2 separate regions of the Macaca mulatta genome follow, and region 1 is linked to region 2. The links are chromatin contacts, called in public Hi-C maps. All regions are on one chromosome and are shown on one strand. Each heading gives the region's core, a stretch centred on a gene start, on an enhancer-like site or on the middle of the called end of the contact. The rest is flanking DNA. Distances are from core to core; before and after follow the strand shown. Region 1 holds the start of ERRFI1 (ERBB receptor feedback inhibitor 1). Region 2 holds the start of SLC45A1 (solute carrier family 45 member 1).

Region 1 (3,884 bases), core at 1,138-3,637, 300 kb after region 2:
TCCCTCACTGTCCCACACGGTCCCACAGTCCCACACTGTCCCTCGCCATCCTGCTGTCCCTGTCCTGCACTGTCCCTCACCGTCCTGCTCTCCCGCACTGTCCCACACTGTCCCTCACTGTCCCACACTGTCCCTCACTGTCCCACAGCCCCGCACTGTCCCTCACTGTCCTACACTGTCCCTCATCGTCCTGCTGTCCCGCACTGTCCCACACTGTCCCACACTGTCCCTCACTGTCCTACACTGTCCCACACTGTCCCTCACTGTCCCTCACTGTCCTACACTGTCCCTCACCTTCCTGCTGTCCCGCACTGTCCTTCACTGTCCCACACTGTCCCTCACTGTCCCACACTGTCCCTCACTGTCCCTCACTGTCCTACACTGTCCCTCACCTTCCTGCTGTCCCGCACTGTCCCTCACTGACCCACACTGTCCCTCACTGACCCACACTGTCCCACGGCCCTGCACTGTCCCTCACTGTCCTACACTGTCCCTCACTACCCACACTGTCCCTCACTGACCCACACTGTCCCATGGCCCCGCACTGTCCCTCACTGTCCCACACTGTCCCTCACCATCCTACACTGTCCTTCACCGGCCCACACCGTCCCTCATCATCCCACACTGTCCCACACTGTCCCTCACTGTCCCACACGGTCCCACAGTCCCGCACTGTCCCTCGCCGTCCTGCTGTCCCTGTCCTACACTGTCCCTCACCGTCCTGCTCTCCCGCACTGTCCCACACTGTCCCTCACTGTCCCACACTGTCCCTCACTGTCCCACAGCCCCGCACTGTCCCTCACTGTCCTACACTGTCCCTCATCGTCCTGCTGTCCCGCACTGTCCCACACTGTCCCTCACTGTCCTACACTGTCCCTCACCGTCCTGCTGTCCCGCACTGTCCCACACTGTCCCTCACTGTCCTACACTGTCCCTCACCGTCCTGCTCTCCCGCAGTGTCCTACACTGTCCCTCACTGTCCCACACTGTCCCTCACTGTCCCACAGCCCCGCACTGTCCCTCACTGTCCTACACTGTCCCTCATCGTCCTGCTGTCCCGCACTGTCCCACACTGTCCCTCACTGTCCTACACTGTCCCTCACCGTCCTGCTGTCCCGCACTGTCCCACACTGTCCTACACTGTCCCTCACTGTCCCACACTGTCCCACACTGTCCTTCACTGTCCTACACTGTCCCTCACCGTCCTGCTCTCCCGCACTGTCCCACACTGTCCTACACTGTCCCTCACTGTCCCACACTGTCCCACACTGTCCCTCACTGTCCTACACTGTCCCTCACCGTCCTGCTCTCCCGCACTGTCCCACACTGTCCCTCACTGTCCCACACTGTCCCTCACTGTCCCACAGCCCCGCACTGTCCCACACTGTCCCTCACTGTCCTACACTGTCCTACACTGTCCCTCACTGTCCCACACTGTCCCACACTGTCCCTCACTGTCCTACACTGTCCCTCACCGTCCTGCTCTCCCACACTGTCCCTCACTGTCCCACACTGTCCCACACTGTCCCTCACTGTCCCTCACCGTCCTACACTGTCCCTCACCATCCTGCTGTCCCTCACTGTCCCACACTGTCCCTCACTGTCCCACACTGTCCCTCACTGTCCTACACTGTCCCTCACCGTCCTGCTGTCCCGCACTGTCCCACACTGTCCCTCACTGTCCCACACTGTCCCTCACTGTCCTACACTGTCCCTCACTGTCCCACAGCCCCGCACTGTCCCTCACGGCCCACACCGTCCCTCATCATCCCACGCTGTCCTTCACTGCCCCACACAGTTCCTAAGCGTCCCTCACTGTCCCTCCCACGCCGCAGGCCCAGTCGAGAGAGGCTCCCTTCTCCCCCTCCAGGGCTTCCTCGGCCCACACGGCCAGCGGCGGCCCGCGGAGAGGGAAAAACGCACAATCTTGCCCGGACCCTGAATGTATAGGAAATCCCGCGCGAGGCTCGATGTGCCCTCACTTCGGGCAGGAACGGCGTCCGAGGCCCAGGTGGCCGCGGGCTTCTGAGGAAAGCTCGGCGTTGAGAGGTTCCCGGGAGTGCCGCACGGCTCGGGCAGAGGAGCGGAGCTGCGGCCGCGGTCAACCCGGAGACGCCGCCCCGGACACAAAGCCGCCTCCCGGCAGCGCCGCGCTACGCCACGGTGGGCCCCGCGCAAACGCCTCGGCCGCGGCATCGCCCCTTTAAGCGGCGCGCGCCCTGATTGGCTGCGGGAGGAGGCGGGGTTGGCCGCGGCGACCTCACGGCCAGGGGCCTATGCTATATATAGAGGCGGCGGCGGCAGCCGCGGCGACGGCGGCCCATTGCGAGGCAGTTCGCTAGCGGGAGCGCGAGCAACTGAGAGGCGCCTGCGCGATGTCCGGGCCCCTGAGCCCGCGGCGCTGAGCCAGCCGGGACGGACATGCGCGGGAGGGCGCCGCGGGGCAGCCGCCGCTCCTCCGGGGTAAGGGGCCTGGCGCACTGAGGGGGTGGGGAGGGCCACGCAGCGCTCGGTTCCCTCAGGGGCCCCAGCGCCGGGTGCTGGGATCCAGGCGGCTCCCCGACGCGAGGGCGGGGGCGTGGAGGGCGCGGGGAGGGTCGCCGCGACGCGGAGTCTCTGGGACGGAGGGAGGGGCCGGCCGGTCGCTCGCGGGCTTCTCCTCATTGAGGTGTGGAGGGCGGGACCCTCCCCGGCGGCGCAGCCCGGGCCTGGGGACGCCGCGAGGTGCCGGCGCCCGCCTTCTTCTCCACGCCGGCCGTGGTCGCCGCGCGGCCCCTCGGTTGGCCGGGGCCATGCACCCGAGCGCCCGGGACACGTCCCCGCACGCCGGGACCGCTGGAGCGGACGGGGCTTCGGGAGCGGCGAGCTTGAGAGTCCTAGTCCCGCCGCCTGCGCTTGCGGGGTGGCCCGGCGGGGATGAGCGTCTTCGGCGCTAGGGGCTTGTTTGATTTTTTTTTTTTTTTTTCGTTGTAAAAATCGGGGTTGCGTTGTCTTGTTGACACCGTGTGCCCGTAAATCCTGTCTTGAAAGCTGGGGTGGGAGGCTCGGTGATTGCTTGCGGTGGTTGGTACCGGTTCTCTTTGGCGGTCAGCCCCGGTCCCTCTGCCTCGTCTCCCAGCGACGATGGTAATGCCGAAATCAGTATTTAAAAATTCGTCTAAGCTGTTCTGAACTCTTCCTTCTCTCCTAGAAACGTGATTCTTTGCTCTGAATGTCTTAAGTACCGCTTTGAATGGAATGGGACTGCAGAATTAATGTGTTCAAGATGCGAATGCTTATTGGGAATTTGTGTATTTATATGTACATCATAGCCCTGTACAAATTAGATGACTCCTTAACCGTGAATGGTGCTGTATTGGTGCTTGCTACGTCTTTATTAGGATTTCATCATTGCTTGAAAGAAACCAGTCTCTTACCTGATAAAAATATGAATAGATTGTTAGTCATAAACTTAAGTCAGAATGGAGGCTGTAGCTTTAAAAGAGATGTGTTGGTGACTTGAGGTACACCTGCAACACAGGTAGGGCAAGACTGGTTTCTAGGCAACTGTCAGGGGTGAAGAGAGGTGAGGTTAAAATGCCGTTTTTTTCCCGTCCAGAACAAATGTTCAACCTTTTATAAATGTGTAAGAATGCAATGGGTACGCATTTGTTGAGACTGAACACCCAAGTTCACTGTACCTATTTTTTTAACTGCATTTCTTTTCTTACGTTTCTGTAATTACAATATACAGTTTTAAGTGAAATTTTATTTGAACAGAAACCAAAGACAGGCTAGGTCTCCGCAAATGACCAAATTTTGCAAAGACCAAAATAAAAGAAGCTGGTTTCTTGCTAACATGCTGGCTGTAATTGGTTACCAATATGTTATCAAGCAAGCTCTTT
Region 2 (3,732 bases), core at 717-3,216:
TTTTTATTAAAACTACATTTAGTAAAAGTTGTTCACAAATGTTTATTCTAAGAAGAATTTTAGAAATTCATTTTTGAGGCCAGGCACAGTGGCTCATGCCTGTAATGCCAGTACTTTGGGAGGCCGATGTGGGCAGATCACCTGAGCTCAGGAGTTCGAGACCAGCATGGCCAACATGGAGAAACCCCGTTTCTACTAAAAAGACAAAAAATTAGCTGGGCATGGTGGTGGGTGCCTGTAATCCCAGCTACTCTGGAGGCTGAGGCAGAAGAATTGCTTGAACCCAGGAGGTGAAGGTTGTAGTAAGCCGAGATTGTGCCACTGCACTCCAGTCTGGGCAACAGAGTGAGACTCTGTCTCAAAAAAAAAAAAAAAAATCATTTTTTAATGTTTCCATAAAAATGGGTGAAAGTGGAAATTAAGATCATAAAATCTGATTTTAATACACAAATGCAAACATTCGCCAGACCATCTTTACTGCACCATATGACCATTTACTCGGTCAAAAGGAAATGCACTCATCTCCCTGGACCCCCCAAAGGTTATACAGGGGCCCACTATGCTTCCGGAGTACAGGGGATGTTTAAAGTAACAGATCCCTCCAACTGTGTTGTGGGAAGTTTAAGCGGCAAATGAATAATAAAAGTAATCAGTGTCCATGTAGTTTGAATGCTTGCAACGATCCTACTACGAGCCAAAACCATTTCCTCATTTCTTTCTTCTCTTTATGAAAATGGGTTCCCGCCACAGGGTTGCCTTGGGCCACTTCCCTTCCTCAGGCTTATTTACTTATTTATTTATTTGGTACAAGTCTCACTCTATCACCCAGGCTACAGAGCAGTGGTGCAATATGGGCTCACTGCAAACTCCGCCTCCCAGGTTCAAGCAATTCTCCTGCCTCAACCTCCCAAGTAGCTGGGATTACAGGCATGCTCCACCACGCCCGGCTAATTTTGTTTTTTCAGTAGAGATGGGGTTTCCGCATGTTGGCCAGGCTGGTCTAGAACTCCTGACCTCAGGTGATCCACCCGCCTCGGCCTTCCAAAGTGCTGGGATTACAGGCATGAGCCGCCGAGCCCAGCCCCTCACGCTTCTTTCTACCCATTCTCAAAATTCTTCAGTGAGGTCCTCCCGGACCAGGAAGGGGCTCTGCGGACTTGGGAGGGTGCACTTAATAGGCTAGTTACTGAATCGCGGCCGTTTCCCACTTTGCATCTCCGGCAGCTTGACCCCTACTCCAGGGCCAACTTTTCCCAAAAGCCCAGGCCAGGTGCAGCCTGAACGTGGCTTTCTCCGCACCTGACTCTGCTTCCCTGTAAGAGCTGAAAAACATGCAAGGCTGTCACTCTAGAAATAATTGGAGAAGTTGCTTATTGTCGAGGGCAGAAGGAGCTGAACGGCTTCCATCTCAGAGCGTTCCCCTCGGTGCTGACTCGCTAGGGAAAGGGGAGTCCTCGGTGCCCTCGCTAAGTAACCCTGGGATGCTGAGGGGCGTTGCCAGGCCCCTGGTCAACAAGAGGGCTCAGCCCCAGGCAAGACGTGAGCTGGGAGCGGATGACACCTGCCCAGGTGACCAGGGACCAGGCCTCCGGCTCAAGGAGCGCATCAGGAGCTGGGGCCAAGGCCGGGGTTTCTTCCCCTTGCCAGCAAGGATGAGAGCACCTGCCATCTGGCCGGCACCTTCCCCTGGACCCGAGGCTCCTGCCCTCGGAGGGGCGAGACGGAGGAGCTCCGTGGACTCTGCAATTCATGAGACTTCCACGAGGAACAAAGGTCTCCGTGCCGGCCTCGGGTCCCGATCTCGGCGCCCTGACTACCCCGGGGCCCAGGGCGCGGCGCTCCGGCAGGCACCGAGCCAGGGAGCGGGCGGAGGGCGCGGAGGAGACGGTGGTACCTGTGGGTGGAGACGGCAGGCATCCCTGTCCCCGCTGGGCTGCTGCCTGCCCGGCCGCGGTCCCGGCTGCTGCAGCATCACCCGGGGCGGGGCGCTGACGTCATGGCCGCAGCCTCTGCATCCGCGCGGGGTTCGGAGCCTTAAAGCGGCGCCGCGCCCGGGGCCCCGCGGACGGGAGGGGAGCCCGGCGTCCTCCTGGGTCCTTCGCGCGGGAGGCCCGTCCCGGTGTTTCGCGCACGACGGCGCGGTCTCCAGGGTCTGCCAGGATCCCAGAGGAAAACTTCCCCTCGGCCTCACAGTTCTCACCGTTTGCTTCTGATTTTAAAAGAAATGAATACATTTTCGTGTCTTCATGTATAAATAGATGCCCATGTGTTCGCTGATACGTGAATGCCGCAGTGCGTGTGCCAAGCCTGTGCCCATGTGCTCAGTCGGGGAGCCGGGCCTGCTGCAGGCGTCGCGGCTCTGGGCCCGCAGCTGTCCAAGTCCTGGGGATGCCGCGGGAAACAAGGCAGAGTTCCCGCCCCCCGGGAGTGACATTTGATGCATTTATTATTTATTTCCTTTTTTAAAATACGGAGAGACAGGGTCTTGCTATGTGGCCCAGGTTGGTCTCCACTCCTGGGCTCAAGTGATCCTTCTGCCTCGGCCTCCCAAAGACCAGGTGTGAGCCACCGCACCCAGCTGCAGGACATTTGAGAGACAGATGCACCCACATTAAACAAGACATAAAAGAAATGGTATGTCAGAAGATGGCAACGCCCTAGAGAAGGGGTTAGGGAGTGTGGGGCTGGGGAGGTGCCAGCCTTGCAGGTTTCCATCGGGTTGTTGGCGAGTCCTCACCTCGAAGGTGACACTAGAAGAAGGACTTGAGGAGCAGGCCAGGCACGGTGGCTCACACCTGTAATCCCTGTGCTCTGGGAGGCCGAGACGGGCAGATCATCTGAGGTCAGGAGTTCGAGACCAGCCTGGCCAACATGGCAAAACCCCATCTCTACTAAAAATACAAAAATTAGCCAGAAGTGGTGCCAAGTGCCTGTAATCTCAACTGCTCAGCTGAGGCAGGAGAATCACTTGAACCTGGGAGGCAGGGGTTGCAGTGAGCTGAGATCGTGCCACTGCACTCCAGCCTGGGTCACAGAGTGAGACTCCATCTCAAAAAGAAAAGAAGGACCCGAGGAGCTGAGGAGGCCAGCCAGGCTGACGTGTGGGGAGTCACGCCAGGCACTGGGAAGAGCAAGTACAAAGGCCGGGGCAGAAGTGAGCTGGGCTGAGTCCAATCATCATGGATCGAATAATTATGCAGCCGGTAGTGGAATTATAACCCCAGGTTATACCCCCAGGAATGATAAGCCCAGGACACGCTGAGCTTGAGGGCCTTTGCAGCCTCTAGACCACTAGAGACTTGGGTTTGGAGCTCAGAGACGCTCCTTTGCAAGTCCCCTGCACATGGGAGCTATGCGGGTGAACCGTGGAGCTCGCACTGCCAGGGAGAGGTGCAGGGAAGTGCTGCGGAGGGGAGGCACAGGGCCCTGTAGAAGTTTACAGCGGCAGATTCCACCCCGTTGGGAGGGTTGAGCGCTCCTCAAGGAGCCCTACCAGGCCAAGTGGAGAGAACAGCCTGTCCCACACAGAGGGCTCAGAGGGCTCAGCACTGGCAGGGATCCGGGAGGGCAGAGGGCCTGGAGGCACACAGCGAAGGAGGTGGATGGGGGGCAGGGATGCAGAGCCCTGGGAAGGAGGTGAGGGCTGGGGAGGTGGGACAGGCCCAGGTGTGGCCTCTTAGGCAGTTGCCATTTTCTAAGAGCAAAGAGAAGCCTAGAAAGGTTTTGTGTAGG

Evidence for each region. A called contact is a pair of places that touch in the nucleus more often than the background predicts.
Region 1: a contact with region 2 is called in a Hi-C map of blood, with 4 times the contacts expected there. The contact joins the promoter of ERRFI1 here to the promoter of SLC45A1 in region 2. A contact is called at or near these places in 5 of 14 Hi-C or Micro-C datasets (blood, fetal cortex germinal zone, fetal cortical plate and 2 more).

Annotation. Positions count from the first base shown.
Region 1 is chr1:232,769,684-232,773,567 of T2T-MMU8v2.0, forward strand. ERRFI1 (ERBB receptor feedback inhibitor 1) reads left to right here and starts at 2,388. Exons shown (of 4, transcript NM_001261681.1): 1 at 2,388-2,463. All of the region lies in intron 3 of LOC144336610 (a long non-coding RNA gene), which reads right to left.
Region 2 is chr1:232,470,530-232,474,261 of T2T-MMU8v2.0, forward strand. SLC45A1 (solute carrier family 45 member 1) reads right to left here and starts at 1,967. Exons shown (of 7, transcript XM_077975691.1): 1 at 1,895-1,967. LOC144336616 (a long non-coding RNA gene) reads left to right here. Exons shown (of 2, transcript XR_013408585.1): 1 at 1-345; 2 at 837-1,967.